Regions from separate parts of the Mus musculus genome. Here all the other regions are linked to region 3. A link is a contact called in public HiChIP or PLAC-seq, Micro-C and promoter capture Hi-C data. All regions are on one chromosome and are shown on one strand. Each heading gives the region's core, a stretch centred on a gene start, on an enhancer-like site or on the middle of the called end of the contact. The rest is flanking DNA. Distances are from core to core; before and after follow the strand shown. Region 1 holds the start of G630018N14Rik (a long non-coding RNA gene). Region 2 holds the start of Foxq1 (forkhead box Q1). Region 3 holds the start of Irf4 (interferon regulatory factor 4). Region 4 has its middle 39 kb from the start of Foxf2.

Region 1 (3,986 bases), core at 63-2,562, 660 kb before region 3:
TACTGGATAGGATGTGGGATAAATAAAATCACTGCGGCTCCAGGGTTGCTGGGCTTGGATCATCACATTGAAACAGTGGATGCTGAGAAGAAAGATGATGGAAACAGAAGCCAAGAGGACACTGCCCAGGAGGGCATTCAGTTTAGGGACAAAGGCAGGGAGATACCTTCCCTGTAGAAAAGACTCAATCCTATCTTTATTTGGGGGCCACCATGATAATAGGTATGGGGCAACAGATTTTAACAATGTAGGTGTAAGAGAAATACACCAGCTATGTTGTGTTCTCAAAGATGTCTCTATTGATGGCAGATATGTTCTTTTGAATTGAGTCATTCTTAGCTCTTTCAAACAATAATATGCATCATATTTCTGCAGAACCAGCACCTATGAAGTCCATGACGATCTGTATCCTATCATCTTCTTTTGTTAGGAATGCTCACTGTGGAGCAGAGCTGTGCTGCAGCACATTTGACTAGTAGAGCTGAAGTTTCTCCTTAGTTCTGTGGTTCATACCACAAGTTTCTAGGACTGTAATCTCTCACTATGAATGACACTTCTGTCTTACAAACTCCAAACTTTCAAATATCTGACTATCCTGAGAGTGAATACTGCTCGAATTGAAGATATGAAATTTGCGGTGGAGCATTAAAATGAAAGATGCTATGACTGGTTAACTCCACTCTGAGGGAATTTTGCGTTTTGCCTGATTGGACATACCAGAAAACTATTTAAAAGTTTGATTTACTCCCTGTAAAGAAGGCTGTGTTGTTTAAGATGGTTATAGCATATTACACTGCACTTATGGACAGAAGCTGTATATAGCTGCCAGGCTTCAAGCTCCTTCATGTTTATCAGGATGCTTTCAAATTGTCCGCATGTCCTTATGGAAGCATCTCTCTGTCCCAGTCCACACCCTATCTCGGGGTTCATTTGTGTGCTCTTTAAGAGTTCCCCTTGGCTTCTCTAAGTATATGCATATGGCTTGAAATATATTAATCACTTTTCAAAGTCTTCAAGTGCTTGCAATAATTTCCATAAACCAAATTTAATTCAGGTGGGCCTGCTGCCAACAGACGGACCAACCCCAGGGTGGGTCTCTGGCATTTCTTCTTGAATGCTTCATGCCATTAAGGAGAAGTGTTTCAAGCAAAAAGGGAGAGTCCAATTATGCCAAGTTGTGAAGGTTTTTTTTTTTTTTAATGTCCTGTTTTTACAGTAATCTAAGGTTTTGTGCCAAGCCATAAGTATGCCTAATTTTAGCTCAGCTCCTCAGTCAGAAGCAAGCATGTCTGTCTGTCTGTTCTCTTTCAGTTCTTTACATTAGCTCCCTTAAGGCTCTATCTGCCTTTGAGCTTGCTTACCGGCAGTGCTTCTGACCACTCATGGGTTAATTTGAGGCAGCACAGCCAGGCGCCTGTCAGCTCTAATGGATTCATCACTATTAATAAGTTTGGCGCCTAATTTACTACGAGCTGGCACTGGCAATGACGCTGAGAGATCACATGTCCCAGCTGATGCGCAGATTCTTCCCCACTGAAATGGACGTTTCTGCCAAAGTCAATGAGTAAAACTGACAGTGCGGATGACTAACCTCCAGCCCAGAGCCTTTGGCAGCTCACACCTTTGTGCAAAGCACGGTACGTTGTTTAAATTCTTTCAGATTATGATGATGGCAATAGTAGAGATATTTAGTAAATGAGGGAAGTGTGGCCTCCCTACTATCTGCAATGAAGCCTGCAAAAAGGGGATCATTGTTGGCAGGGGGACCTAGTATCATTTGTGAGAGGAGAGAAATGATCAGACCCTTTGCCACACCCTGCTGCCTGTGCTATAGGCCAAACAAATGCCTATCATTGGCCTCAGTTGAAAAGCTAATTTGCAGCTTGTTGAAAAGATGAGGCTCTTTGATACAGAGAAATATCTGGAAAGCAACAGAGTGCACAATACCCACATTTGCTCAGGAGCTGGATATGCCAAAGTGATGATAGTCGAAGAACTTTGGTGATTTTGCAATTTTACAGTCTCCAGATGCCCTGAACATCTAATGTTGATTCACAGCTCTCTGTAAAGCAAGAAGAGTCATGCTAAGATCAGAGAGGTCATTCCTGGTATCCAAGACCAGGCAGTTGGCATAGATAAACAGGAGACAAATGTCCAATGGCACAGCCTCGCCTGATACAAACTTAAGATCTCCATTTGGAAGAGGGAAGCTACTGAGTTTCAGAGGGTCTCTACTTACTATATTAAACTTGGTTTCTCTTTGAGGCCATCTTAAATTCATGACTTACAACCTCAGCCCATGGTCTGGGGTATAAGGACAGTTCAATATCAGTGCTTGCTTTGTAGTTCAAAATTATCTTAAAATTCTTATACGTGGAATTAAAACATTTTAGGAGTTGTGATGTCCTAAAACAAAATGTTCTGATCATGCCCAGTGAGGACAAAAAGGATGGACCTGTGTTTTCTAACCTCAGCCGTATCAAAGCAATGCAGTTGAGAGCATTGGAAGGAGGGTGTTCTATGCACTCACGGTCTGGATTCTTTGACTCTACATCTTCAAGAAGATGTAAAGTACAAGTCTTTACCTTACTGGAGGAACTAATAGCATTCATTACTCAGATGTTGTTCTGGTTTTTGGTTGTTTTGTTTGTTTTCCTACACAGCATCTACCGGACCAGTTTTGATTTTGTCATAGCTTCTTAGCTTGCTTATTCTCCATGTTGCTCCCTCTGGTTTTCAGCTTTGTGAAACCCTATTGTACACTCAAGTTTACCAGCATCTTTTGTCCTCTCCATTATAAGATTAATTTTGGTTTTATATTTTTCAGATCCAGTAGTTCCCTTTGGTTCTTTATCAGCATCTATTTCTCTGATGAGCTTGAGGAACTGTTATTATTAGCTATAGGTACACGCCTTTATATCCTAGAACAACACCAAAATATCATTTTAAGTTGATTCTTCTCAAACAATGACCATCTGTATAAAATACGAATGTCTGACCAAGGAAATATGTGTGTTTTTTGGATAATACATGCATGTTTTGGAGACACAATTTTAAAAGGTAAGGTTTAATTGGACAATCTTAAAATCCTGACAGAGTATAACCTGTTGTTATATATCAGTGATCCACCTAGAAGAAACTGTTAGTTATATGACCCAATTTTAATATCATCTATTCTTTGTCTGATTATAGGAAGTGCCTTCTTAATTGAGTGAAAATATGCATCTTAAATGGGGCTTGAGTTTTGCAAAGATTTATTTTTTTCCTTCTTGTTAAAACAAACCATTTTGTCTGCTAATTATGAATCTTAGTCATTGTGGGTCAGACTACATTGAGGCGCCTCTTGAGTTTCTTGTGGATGTTATAAATGGTTTGATGTAGAAACTCTGAATTATGGTATGCTCTTCTGGGAAACATTGTGTTTTTTGTTTAATCTCAGTTACACAGATTGGTCCCGAGGATTCACAGACTGGTCTAAGGCTCTGGACTCCACCTTGGTAGGTATTCCTACCCTTCAGCCCACTTTGGGGTTCTCTTCTGTGTTTCCCTTGTTCTCCATGTTGAATCCAGTTGTTGCAGCAGTGTTAAGTAAAAGAAGATCTTCTTCCTCTCTTAGAACTTGAAAAGCCATTGTATTTCCATGTGCTGTCTAATGGTAGGGATTTTTATAGCCTCAGGAAATTATTTCTAAGCATCACTGTTTACAAATTATATTTTTTCAGTATGCTTTGATCAAGGTAAGAACTTTTGTGATAGGTTTAACTCTTGTACTAGAACCTTTGATACTAAGCATCACTCATAATTTATATTTTATTCTCATTCAAAAACAAATGTTTTCTGAAGGCTCAACATGTGGTGGGATGAAATACAGAGTAAGACATCCTGACAGCCCATTATAGCACTCCCAGTTGGTAATTGTTTCAGCTTAAATGTACAAGAGGGAAGGAGAGGTGGGAACAAAGGTTTTCCATGTCAGTTCTGTTGGG
Region 2 (4,129 bases), core at 237-2,736, 810 kb before region 3:
TCGGGGAGGAGCGGGCGGCGGGCGCGGGCTGCGGGGTCCCGGCAGGTCCGGGTGGGGCTTCCTCCGGCCGCAGCCCGGACGCGGAGACTGTGGTCCGGTGGCTGAGGCGCTTGCGGCGGCGGCGGAAGACCCCGTCGGCGAAGGTGTATTCGCTGTTGGGGTTGAGCATCCAGTAGTTGTCCTTGCCCCAGGGCCGCGAGGGGTCGCGCAGCACCTTGACGAAACAGTCGTTGAGCGAGAGGTTGTGGCGCACGGAGTTGCGCCAGCCCGTGTAGCTGCCCCGGAAAAAGGGGAACTTGCCCATGAGGTACTCGTTGATCTCGGCCAGTGTCAGGCGTCCGCCCGCGGAGTCGCGGATGGCCATGGCGATGAGAGCGATGTAGGAGTATGGGGGCTTGGGCCGCCGCGTGTACGGCTTGCTGCGCGCGCCCTCGCCGCCGCCCACGCCGCCCGCGCACGGCCCTGCCGCGGAGGCCTGCGTTCTGCTGTCATCAGTTGCCTCCGGACCGTCTTGGGCGCTCGGCCCGCCACTCGAATTCCTCTCGCCGCCGCCACCTTCCAGATCCCCGGCGCCGCTGCCCGCCGCCGGGCTGTTGGCTGCACAGTCCCCGTCTGAGCCTAAGGAGTCGTCACCAGCCGCGGACAGTGGAGATGGCACGTCGCTGCTGCCGGCCCCCTCCAGATCGCTGCCCATTTTGTCCCCGTGGGCTGCGCGTGGGACGAACACCTCCAATTTCATGCCGGCGCTGGTGCTTCCAGTCCGGCACAGTTACCCCTTTCCTGCGAGGTCGTAGGAAGCGAGTGGCGCCCGGAGTGGCGATCCCGTGGCCCGCTGAGTCTGTCTTCTCCTGGGAGGGACCGCTCCTGCGTCTTTCCGAGAGAGACGCTTTTCCGAAAGGTTCTCCTCCGCTGGGATTTTTTTTGGGAGGGGTTTTGATTGTTGGGTGAAGTGAGGAGTGGAGTGATAGAAGTTGGTGCAGTGCTGTCCTTACTCCGAGGTTTAGAGACTTTGAGCGGAAGACAAGCGAGGAATGAGGGGCCACCCTGCGAAGCGGGGGCCAGGACACACCAGCCTTAGGATTTCGTGCTGGGAGGACCGAGCCGGCGCTTATGCTATCGGTCTGGGCGTCCAAAAGTGTTCCTTCGCTGGATGTCTAGGTCTCAGGCACCGACCTGACGTCTGCTGGCGCACCCGCTACTTTTGAGGATAGGACGTCTTCAGCCTCGAGAGCCCATAGAAAGGAGTCTTCGAGGCCGCCGCACCCGCAGCCGCCTTGCCACCCCCGGCTTCCCGGGCAGCATGTCCGCGCTGGCCGGCCGCAGCAGAATCTCGCCTCCACCTTCGGTCCGGCCCAATATAACCCTGCGGCGGCTCCGCGCGGGCGGGGCCTGGGCGCCCACGGCCAGGGGGTGGGGGAACTAGGTGGCCGAGGTGGCCGCGGCTCCCCCCAAGGCGTTCATCAGGCCGAGGCCACGCGGCGGCGCGGCCACAGAGTCTCCGCGGGCGCAGGTTGTTTGTTTTGGGTCTGGCCGGCCCCGCCCTTTCGGTCTCGCCAATGGGGAGCGAGCGCACGGCTAGGGTGTGCGCGCGAGTGTGCGCGCCTGTGCGGCTGCCCCGCCCGCCCCGCTGCGCAGGTAGGAGCTTCTGGCTTCCCGCGGCCACCGAGTGGGTTTCTGCGCCCCCCGGACTCACCAAGACGATTGCTCTCCTATACCTGGTAGAGCTGACACTTTTTGGACGCTCCAGAGAGACACCTAAAAGGGCTTAGGCCGAGGGACTGGTTGCATAGGTCTGGCCGCCGTCCTGAGCTGCGCGCTGCGTGCAGCCTGCGGATTTTTTTGGCAAGGAGAGCCAATATTCTTAGGAAAGGAAATCCCTGGTGATAATTGAATCGCTGAACTGCAGACACCCCGTGGAACAGCCTTTGCATTGACCTCTTTCGTGCCCTTCCTCTTACTTCCTCTCTATGGCCAACTTTACCCCTTGTAACAAGTAAAAACCACGAGCTTGAAATTCTATGATTCTTTTTGGTTGATCGTGCCTCTTGTTTCTTAGCCGGCTTCCGACTTTCACTTTTATTTTGTCATACCTGGCTGGAGGCTCTGGGGGGAAGGAGGCAACGCCCCATACTTTTACCGGGAGGCCGCTTTGCAAGAGAGGTGCCCGGCTCTGCCTGCCTTGAGTCCCTTCCGAAGTCTTGTGACGTGGGCTTTGCCCACAGCCATGCAGTGCCCGGGTCTAGCAATCAACAAGAATCACGGGAGGATGTGTGTTCCTTGGGGCATGAGGCAAAGGCAAGGCGTGTTTATCGCTATTTGTCTGCAACTGTGCTCTAGAACTTGCCTTGGCTTTAGTGGCACGGGTGTCAAACAGGAAAGGAGGCCTCTTCTGCAACTCCTCCGACTCCCTGACAACTCTGTGTCAGTTCTCCAAGGAAAGGGGCCTTGCACTAGGAAGGGTGCACTTTTGACCCTATGCCTACCACGCCAGCTTCCTCCTTCTTCCTGCTTTTGTTGCGAATAATGTTGAGGCTGCGACTATGTGGGAGAGCATGTTTGAAGTTTATTTTATTACTTTCCACCATTTGTGTGGAAAGCATACACAAGCTTCTCTTCTCTTAAGTCAAGAAGCCGTAAAGGCGCTCAGAATGCAGTGGGCATCTTGACAGCCAGCAGGAATCTGATGTTTTGTAGTATGCAGGGAGTAACTGTTTACCACGTGGTGCGTTCCTCCAGCCTCGAAAAACAGCCTCTTTCAAGGGGTTCCTCTTAGCTCCTGCCCGCAAATGGATGGTCCCTAGGTCCTGGCCAGGGGAGTGCGTTGGGATGAGAATTAGCCCAGTGCAAGGTGACAAAGCATTGATTTGGCCAGGGATAAAAGACATTGTTAATGAAGGTTGTCCTTATTTGAACTCAGCGTGCCTGTTTTATGGAGGAGATACATTTAGGAGGGTTAAGACTCAATAGGCAATAGGCAATAGGGAGATTCCAGGCCTAGGAACACCAGTGGCTGCTAATCCACTCACTGCCAGTCCACCTCACTGCCAGTCCCGCACTTCATCCGTCACCACCTCTCACTAGCTGCAGCAGATACTCTCCTTACCTTGATCTTGGTTAGGCGAGGAAATGCCTATTCCTCGTCCCTATTAAGCTGACTGTTGGGTTTGGAGCTTGTGATGGGGGAGGAGAGGAGGATGGAGAATTCTCAGCTGGGGTGAGGGTGGGGCAACTCTTTCTACTTTGAGAGTTCTTTGGGAGGTTGGAATGGCTAGGTAAGATACTACCCATGGACCACTACGACGACTTCGGAGAGGAAGACCCCAGGAGGAAAATGGCTGGGTCCAGCTATCTGGGAAGGGGAAGAGGAACCTGGGAACTAGGATACAGACTCCATCAAGATGGAGTCTTGTCTTTATTTCTTGGCTGTATATCCTATTCTTGCCCCATCGATACCATGTGCTGAGAAAAAAGTTTGTCTTAAGTTAAAAATCACAAATAAAACTCTTCTATGCGGTTGCAGTTGATTTGACTGTTTTGAGCTGATGTTTTGTGTCTGGAGAATTCATTCACCTTCTATGGATGATAAAGGAAAACAGCAAGAAGAGAAGAAGAAAGATGTCTGTTTTCCGAATCTCTATCCCCACACCCTTGAGGTTGGGGTTTCCAAGTTTAAAAGAACAGACACCAACTCCTCGTCCCCAATCTCCAGTTTCTTCACAAATTCCCCCCCCCCCCCATTTTTTTTGATGATGTCTCCTTTAGCTTTGTCTTTGGGGATTCTGATAATTGATGGATTGATAAGTGCCTGTGGGTGGTGCCTGACCAAGTAGCTGAGGTTGCGAAAGGCTTACTAGCTACTTCTCTTGCCCTTTAATTTTCAGGGAGATGAGTAGCTGAGCTATGTGGAGGAAACACTCAGATCTCTGTGACCTTCTTTCCTCCCTGAAGTGGGTTTTATGAAGAGAGAAGTGAAGCTGTGGACGGCAACAGAAACTTACCTGTGGACACTGTTCTTTTCTTAGTGGGGTAGTGTTTTCCTGCCCCGTTCCTAAACATTAATCTAGAAAAGAAAGAAACTAATCTGTCTCAGGTGACTGTGTAGACTAGAATAGACTCCTATCGGAAATGC
Region 3 (4,302 bases), core at 1,737-4,236:
GTGTGGGATGTGCTTTCTCCTCTTGAAAATGCTTACTAGAGGATATTAGGTAAGTAAACATTTAATGGATTTTCCAGATTTTGTTTGGAAATTTGATCCAGATCCTAATTGAATGGAGTAACTGAAAATAATGCCTTCAAGTGCATAACCCACACACCCATGGGGCTTAAAGTCTGCCAGGTCATCCTATACTAACACCACAGGGTTGTCACTTATAACAGAGAGGACATGGGCAAAAGGACATCTGGGCTTAACCTACAGCAGAGGTAGGACGTGACTGTCTCTAGGAAGAAGGGCTCTCTGAGTGCCATAATGCCTTTATCCTGCCACCTGGGCTGGGAAAACCCCTTACCTTTTTTGGCTCCCTCTGGAACAATCCTGTACACCTTGTATGGGTCAGAGATATCCAGCTGGCTCCTCTCGACCAATTCCTCAAAGTCATTGCTCTTGTTCAGAGCACATCGTAATCTTGTCTTCCAAGTAGGAGGATCTGGCTTGTCGATCCCTTCTCGGAACTTGCCTTTAAACAATGCCCAAGCCTAAGAACGATGAGAAGAAAAGTCAAGCCCAGAGCGTCAAAAGAATTCTATGGATTGCATTTCAGCAAGGAAGGTTACTGTTTCAAATTTGCTGTTGCCTGAAATGTGGAACATGATGTTAGTGGGGTCCTGAGACCCCTAGTATGGGCTGTACACGCCCAGCGCCTGAATCAAGTGTGGGCAAGACTGGGGACAGAGCTGTGGAGGGGGCAGGCCCCAGAGAGGACATCTACAAAATCACAGAGGTACTTTGAACAAATTCCCGCAGGAAGTCCCCTTCCTCGGCCTGCTGGCAGGTGGAGGCTGGGGGCTTCACAGTTCAGTGAGCCAGTTCTCTGGGGACATCAGTCCTAAGGGACTCACACGGGGTCGGAGGGGGATACCAGAGAAAGACTCGGAATAGTCAAAGCTACTCAAAGAAAGAAAATCAGAGATCGCAGCTTCTAGAACTAGAACCAGACAGTAGAGGTGCCCAATCAAAGAAACAAAACCCAGAGAGAGAAACTCAGAAAAATAACAAAACACAGAGAGACAGGGAAGCAGAGAGTGGCCCTAGCAGTCGGTGGTGGTGGCAGGAAACAGCGAATGGGCTATGCAAACGGAACCTCGGTCCCCCAGAGATGCCCCTGAAGCTGGAAGTTCTTTCCTCCACACAAACAGTATTGGGACCTGGTTTCTTGTGTATGCAATCCCCGGAGAGTTTGCAACCTCTTTCCCTTCTCCTGGGGACTTTGCCTAAGCAGGGTCCAATGCTTGATGCTCTGGCCTCCTCCTTGCAGGAGCCCACCTCTTAGTCCCTTGCCCGGGAGCCACAGACATTCAGAGCTTTCAGATTCCCCATCCCCACCCCCACCCCTGCCCAGGGATCCCTGAATGCTGCTAACCTTGAAGAGGGCAGCGTCCTCCTCACGATTGTAGTCCTGCTTGCCCGCGTGTTTCCACGGGATGCGGAAGACGCTCTTCTCCTCGTTCTCCCACACCAGCCCGGGGTACTTGCCGCTGTCGATCTGGTCGATCAACCACTGTCGGAGTTTCCCATTGCCGCAGCTCACTGCGCTCATGCCGAACTCTGAGCCCCGGCTGCCCGTCTCCAAGTTCATGACGCGTGCGGACCTCCTCCTGGGCTTGTGCGCTGAGGAGAGACACACATTCCCTGCAACTACCTTCGCATCACTTTGGAGGCGGGAGGAAGCCCCGTCCCAAACTCTTGCAGTGCCCACGAGGCCCCGAGTCTCTGAGGCTGCCAAGGTGCTCGGGTGCAGTGCCAGAGTCTCCGAAGTCCCCCAAGAGAAGGTACTTTGACGAAGGTATAGAGAGCATCCCTTGGCGCGCACCATCCTCCTCCTCCTCCTCCTCCTCCTCCTTTTTTTTTTGCCTGTCTGTTCTTTCTTTTATTAAAAAAATTAGGTAATTTCTTCATTTACATTTACATTAACACGCTCCGTTGAAAGCTCCTAGCTACACAGCTTCTCTGCAGATCCCAAGTCTTGCGCCACGCTGGGGCGCTCACTTTGCTCACTCGTCCCTCTGTGCTGGATCCAAGTAGCTTTCATCCCACTTTTCCCTCACTGTTTCTACACTTGCCCCTTCCTGGGTTTAGGTTGCCCTGGCTGCCCCAGGCGAAAAGGACCTGGCACATGGACTAGCCCTTGTCCAGGTCCTGTGTCCCTGCCATGCAGGTTTGCGGTACCTAGCTTACTCTCTTGACTTTCTTCTATGACACCCTTACTTTGTCCTCGGAATAACCCCAGGCCTACCCAACCAGAGACCATCACGTGGGTCCTGGAAGCAACAAGTGGAAGTCTGGTTATGGGGCAAGCAGCGCAGCCAAGAAACAGGAGATTCCAACCTGCAGAATGTCAGCGTGAACCCTGGCAGGAATGAAGCCGAGGCTGGGAATAAGGGGTGCTGCGGACAGCAACACTAGCACTCTTGCCAGAGAAGTGAAGAAGGGGCATGCGGGGAAAGGGGCTCTGAGCACCCTAAGTTTGGAGCTCTCAGCTCTTCTTGGCTGCCCGGCCTAGGAATCACGCTCTGGAGCCCTAGATGAGTTTGGGTCCTTTAGGAACCAGGGCTGGAAAGGAGCTTTCCACTGGAGCAGAGAGAGTCAGAGGCTGTCCCTCTGAGGACAAGCTGTGGCCAGTGCGATCCTTTGATGACACCACAGTCCCATTAGCTCGTCCCGCCCAGCCCGTGGGGGATGTTCTGGAACTCCCACCCAAACAGCTTCATACAAAACCCGAAGTGCACAGGTCCTAGGGCAGCGTAGATGAGCGGAGCCTGGGTCCGCTATCTCAGCATTCTCCCTCAGGCTCAGAGATGGAAGCCAGGCTTCCTCTGCCACCAGCCTCACACTCCTCCTTCTGCCCGACTACAGGCCTTACCTCACCCGCACTCTTAGCTGAGGGCAGCAAAGGGTCCCAAGTTCAAGTGGTGAAACTAGGAAAGTGAGGTGAGAAAGAGGAACTTTATAGAGCCGGAGGCGGAGTGCAGGGCGGGCGCTTCGGCCCCGCCTTGAGAGGGCGTGGCTTGCCCATACCCAGGACCGCCCCCCACCTCTGCCTTGTGCCTGGGTGTCCCGCAGGAACAGGAGCTTCGGACTAGAGCCCACCGGGTCAAGGGCTGTCCCACTTCAGACAAACCCTGGCTTTCTTCAGCTCCTCCTGTGGAGGGGGCTGGGGACTCTGATGTACTCAGAAATCCTCAACCGGATGGGACAAGTCGGTATGGCCCGTTCCTGTGAAGGTGGAGGCATGCAAAGGGGATACTGGAATCTGCACTGAGCATAGCTGATAACTACTAACTGCTCATGGCCAGGTTGGGAAGTGATGGAGAGTCTGGAGCACAGGGAACTTGGTTCTCACAGCATGTGACAGAAGAGATAGACTGAGAGAGGTCGGGAGCATCCTTGGGCAAAGCGGAGTCTTGTCTCTCTGAGCGTTTAGAGAATATCACGCTCACTAAAAAGAAAAATAGAAAGGCAAGTTTATAAGCCGTGGCCCAAATACTGTGTTTGAAACGCTTATACATGTTGGGTGAATGAAACCGACGAATTGAGATGACTCAGACAAGCACAGTCCCCAAAGTTTCAATCATGGCAACATAAAAGAGATGGGGGATCCCTGAGTACTCAGGTAGTTAGCGCGCTTCCGGATGTCAATTCACCTTAAAATGATAATTTTAACCTCAGCCTCGTGGGAGGCAGTTGCCGGTGAGGTACCAATGCCCCAAATAGAACAGCTAGGCTGACTGAAGGTTTTACTTTATTTTCGTGTTTTCTTTGACCTTCATATGTAAACTCCATGAGCTTTTGCCGCTGACTTTCTCCAGCTCAGCTTGGATGCCTGGAGCTTATATGTTATCTTGGTGTTTTCAGGTAAGCAAGCAGACTACCAGTTTCTGTATCATTTTAGATTACCACCACCACAGGTCAACTTGGAGCGTTTGTAAAGATTTGACAACTTTTTCATTTCACATGTTTCTCAGTTTTTCTTTTAATCTTCCATCCTGGGTTCTGGACTTTAGGAGAAACATCTGATTTTGGCCACAGGAAAACTGGTGCAGAGATGCCCACCGGCATGTTTTTTTTTCCTAACATCAACAGGCTTTCTCAGAAATTAACAGGATGCCATGTCGTTCTTTCACCCCAATTAGTTTTCCATTGTCAGAGCCCTGGTAGTAAACAACAGAGTTTCGTTCAAAGAAAATTTTGGTCACACCCATTTTCCCCTCTTCTTCCTTTGGGGTTTCATTCATTCAAAAA
Region 4 (4,298 bases), core at 950-3,449, 920 kb before region 3:
TTCCATCTTGTTTGCTTGCTTCTTTTCTGGAAAGTCTACTGCTAGTCTGCAAGCCTGTCTATGCTTATGTAGACTGAAGACAGCCTCTGTCCCACAATCAGGAGGGGCTAGGGCTCTCTGTTGTGGGACCTGCATTAACCCCATCCTGTCCTTTCCCAGGGAAAGCTTCATATGAGAATGATTGGCCCTGACAGCGTCTCTGATAGTTCCTAAGGGACCTGGAGCCAGTGGGACTCAGTTCTGCCAGGTCTAGATTCCCGAGCTTTAGAAGGTATGAAATAATGCATGTCTGTTCATTCCCAATGGCTGTAATGTCACATGGGCTCACAGTGAGACCACATGAATAAGTGAGACTCCTGAAGGACGGCAAAGCTGTAAGGGAGGAGGAGCCTGAACCTTGACCATTTCATGGAGCTGACTACATATAAATAAACTACGAGGAACACACACACTTTCTTCTCACTTAAGTTATGTGACCTCGGGTTTCTTCATAAGAAAGCCAAACCTCCCTCCACTGTGGCTGAAATGGTTATACAAATTCTGCTGTAATTCTTACCTGAATTATTCCCGGAAGCCTCCAGGAGGCAAAAAGTTGCTGGATCAACCTTCTTCAAAGAAACTGAGGCACTGATGTCTTTGGATGCTAATAGAGTCTGGTAGGTTAGAGCCACTTTCTGCCTCTAAAACTGAAGGTAACGGAAATCAGTGTCTTGAAAGTGAACTGCAGACTGTGCAAGGGACTGTTGGGCAGTGGAACCTGGGAAGGGCCTGTCACTTTCAGTACAAATATTTGCCCCAATTCTTTTGCTAAGCATCAGGCTAAGCATCTCCTTTCAAAGGTATCGACCTGGGGCTGTGTTTATATTTTCTGAAATCTCAGAAGCTGTTCATCATGTCAGAAATGATGGATGGGTCCTAATCCACAGTAGCAATGTGGTCCCTTCTGCTAGCGGTCAGCTCTCCCTTGGTAAAAAATGAGCTGAAAGGAACTCCATTCATTTCTAAGAGTTATGGGCTGCATCCAGAGGTGGCGCCATAACTGTATGGGGGGAGGGGGAGCTTCTGTTGTTCTAATCCTCAAATTTAACGCTGTAAGAGCCAATAGCTGAAACAAGCAGATACATAAACCGTCACCAACAATGCAGTCTCTAGCCCTCCTAGCTCCTGGCTTCACCAAGTCCTGCCAGTGTGCCCTGCTCTCACTTCTGTTTTAGTGAGGACTCCCGTGAGTGTATGAACAAGGAGAGGATGCAAGCCATCCAACACAAATGCAGACTAATAATTAATAAGAGGTATGCTATGTCTGCTCTTATGCTAGAAGGGTTCTAGGACCATAAAGATCGTTAACCCTAAATGAATTTAGTAGCACTTCAGGTCAATGTCCCACTGGTATTCTGGGAGAACTTAATAAAAATTGTGTTACTGTTGAGCTAGAAAAATAAATATTTGAAAATAACTGAGCACCATCTTGAAAAAGAAGGGAAGACTTGTCTTACACAAATGAAATATGCTCTTATGATACTAAAACAGCTATAGCAATAAAAAAAACAGTGTGGTCCTGGCCCAGGGACAGACAACTGGATTCATGGGCAGGAACAGAAAATCCAGAAAAAGAGTCTCCCAGATCTCACTGTGCATAGAAAAACACTCTCTCTACTCAAACAAAGGAAAGGGGGGAAAAGCTAATGAGTTTTGGCGTAGATTGGAAGGGGGATACCAAAGATCTAACAAGCTGCGGATAAACACATGAAAGGATCGTCAATACTGTAAGCCACTAGGGAAATGCAAATGATGGGCAACGTGGCTGTTTGAATAAATTAAGAAAAACTCAAAACCATGAAGCAATGGAAAACCAAGCGCCAACTCTAGTGACTGGAGCACTTTGCCTCTTCCAGAGGTAGCCTCCTCTGTGATAGAAACCAGTGATGTCCCCCTCTCCAGGTGCACGCCCAAGAAAGAGGAAAACACATGCTCTAATAATAGTAATAATAACAATAATATCCTGTAGGCAGAAGTTCACAGCAACTCTGCTTATAATGAGAAAAAACGTCTCACATGCCCTTCAACTGGTGTATGAAGGGAGAAAACATGCTACATTAGAATTTACTGAACCATGACAGGCTGGAGAAGCCCAACTGCAGCATAGCTGTATCTCCTGCTAACGCCCAGTGACGGAAGCTGCTGTAGGTTAGACAGAGAATGTCTCCAGAGGCCCATATACTAATGACTTGGTCCCCAGAGAGTCACTTTGGGAAGTGGTACCACCCAGCGAGGACAGTTAGTCTCTCTCCCCATCCCTCCACCTCCCTCACCCTTCTCCTTCTCCCTCTCTTTCTTTCTTGCCCATGCAGTGGTTGTGAGAACCTCCAAAGATTGTGCTCTCGAGGAAACTATGGAACCCTGTGTCTATTCTCTTTTTCTATCTTCTGGCCACAATGTGTTTTGTTCTGCTATACTCTTGTCCCAACATTTCCATCCTATATCCCTACTAGAGAAGTGCTGGGTCACCCAATTTGGGGTAGAACCACCAAAATTGTTGTCTTAGTTAGGGTTCCTATTGTTTTGATTAAACACCATGACCAAAAGCAACTTGGGAAGGAAAGGGTTTGTTTTAGCTTAAACGATTTCAGTTTATTTCAGCTTTGTGATGATAGTCACTTAAGAACCTAGCTGATGGATCTGGAGATGCAGGCCACTGGTGGAGCACTTTCATGGCATGAATAGAACCCTGGGTTCCATCCCCAGCACCCCAAAAACAAAGCAAGCCTGTATACACTTAAAGCCAGTTTTATTTAATTTAATATTTAAATATAACAAAATTTTAAATATATTATATCCTGTTTGAGTTAAGAAAACAATTATCCAACCTTCGGTGTGGTAGAAGGCTACTTTAGACCTCGTGTAAAAGTAAAATCCAGTTGAGTCGAGGGCTGAATTGAATTATGGCTTAAGTCAATATTATAACACCCTGAGTTGTAGATCTAAATGGCTTTTATCTGTGTTTCTATGTTGCCCAATGGGACGTCCTTCTGATCACTGGAAGGACAGTGTGAACACGGAGGTAGGGTGGTGGCATTGGAGCCCCGCCCCCACCCCAGGCCACTCACAGAGGTGCATGTAGAGAGGGTTTGCCTGTCCTAGCTTAAGAAACTAGACTCTCATGCTGGGGATGGTTTGTGTGGGGATCTGCCTACCTGCTCGCTGTTTAGTTTTATTCTGTGATCAGTGACATGGTAGACTCCATTTTGGTTTGGTCTTATCTGGTCAGTAGAGCCCAACGCAAGAGCCTGGTTCAGCTCATTGGCTGCCCATCACTTTTACTGAACATCATAACTACACAAACTAAAATATTGTAAGGAGATGTGAGTGAATAAGTTCATAATCTTGGCTGAAGGAGGTCAAAACCCCCTGATTCCCTCGATTTGAGGATGTACAAAAGAAACACGACTTTATAAGTAAGCGTGTTGAAAACTAAATGGATGAAAAATATCTGTAACTCACATGGCAATGGAGTAACTTTACTGTGAAGTAAAGAACTCACTAAAGAAACGGAAAAAAGGAAATGGAAATGAAAATGTAGAAAATGTGTTAGAACAGGCAAATAACAAATTGCCCAGCAGACACTCATTAAGAACAGAGAAGGAAATCAGTCTGTTTTGTTGGCGCATCAGACTGACAAAAGACAACAGGACATCAAATCCACTGGCTCCTGAGCCTAGGAAATGGGAGCTGGTGAGAAATCAGTGGGGTGAAAAGTTGCATAGCGCCTGTGTACTGCACGTGGTACCCCATGTACCCTAAGCTATGTCCCCTAAGGAAACACCAGTACAAGCAAAGCCGCACACTCCCCAGAGGATGCTTGCAAGCTGTTTGTACTATCAGAACTTCTTCTGGGGCCTGTGAAATGACAATGTTGTCTGCAACATCCGGGTGGATAAATGGAGAATTATCTCTCCAGGAGCATGCATCCAGATTATGTTCCTCTAAAACGGGTCACCTTCAGTCATACAGAGATGTCTGGAATAGTGGCTCAATCTCTATGAGGTGTAGATTCCCGGCACTTTTTTGTGCTGTTTCTGCTCTGTATGGATCCTGCACACAATAAGCATAACCCTGCTGATGGAGGATAGCCCACCTCTGAGCAGAGGGAAAGGATCAGATGTTGTAAGTCCACACTTCATTGAAAAGCAAGACTGCTCATAAACCAGTCTGGTGGCAGACAAGCATCAGGTGTGCAGTCACAGGCAGAACGGGTGCTAGAGAAAAGTAGCTATATGGCCAGCTGCAGAAAGGAGGAT

What was found. Promoter capture Hi-C pulls out the DNA fragments that hold promoters and counts their contacts. Hi-C and Micro-C count contacts between places; a contact is called where the count stands out from the background. HiChIP or PLAC-seq counts read pairs in DNA pulled down with a chosen protein or histone mark.
Region 1: a contact with region 3 is called in a promoter capture Hi-C map of neutrophils, with 3 times the contacts expected there. The contact joins the promoter of G630018N14Rik here to the promoter of Irf4 in region 3. A contact is called at or near these places in 2 of 39 promoter capture datasets (hippocampal neurons and neutrophils).
Region 2: a Micro-C map of embryonic stem cells shows a contact between it and region 3, with 3 times the contacts expected there. The contact joins the promoter of Foxq1 here to the promoter of Irf4 in region 3. A contact is called at or near these places in 6 of 39 promoter capture datasets (cranial neural crest, embryonic stem cells, hippocampal neurons and 1 more), 8 of 484 Hi-C or Micro-C datasets (all in embryonic stem cells), 2 of 115 datasets of contacts at active chromatin or transcription factors (both in embryonic stem cells) and 1 of 9 other capture datasets (embryonic stem cells).
Region 4: an H3K27ac HiChIP or PLAC-seq map of large pre-B cells shows a contact between it and region 3, with 5 times the contacts expected there. The contact joins the enhancer-like site here to the promoter of Irf4 in region 3. A contact is called at or near these places in 6 of 39 promoter capture datasets (the 3T3-L1 cell line, the C10 cell line, embryonic stem cells and 1 more) and 2 of 115 datasets of contacts at active chromatin or transcription factors (embryonic stem cells and large pre-B cells).

What each region holds. Positions count from the first base shown.
Region 1 is chr13:31,406,429-31,410,414 of GRCm38.p6, reverse strand. It overlaps G630018N14Rik (a long non-coding RNA gene), which reads left to right and starts at 1,312. Exons shown (of 10, transcript XR_003950526.1): 1 at 1,312-1,637; 2 at 2,828-3,060; 3 at 3,440-3,497.
Region 2 is chr13:31,555,527-31,559,655 of GRCm38.p6, reverse strand. Foxq1 (forkhead box Q1) reads right to left here and starts at 1,486. Exons shown (of 1, transcript NM_008239.4): 1 at 1-1,486. The coding sequence starts at 739.
Region 3 is chr13:30,747,917-30,752,218 of GRCm38.p6, reverse strand. It overlaps Irf4 (interferon regulatory factor 4), which reads right to left and starts at 2,986. Exons shown (of 9, transcript NM_013674.2): 1 at 2,924-2,986; 2 at 1,424-1,671; 3 at 353-539. The coding sequence starts at 1,639.
Region 4 is chr13:31,663,037-31,667,334 of GRCm38.p6, reverse strand. No RefSeq gene overlaps it. Among named protein-coding and RNA genes, the nearest start is that of Foxf2, 39 kb to the right of the region's middle. Within about 2 kb of position 2,199, at least 9 of the 459 cell types and tissues checked have an H3K27ac peak or open chromatin away from gene starts, as enhancers often do.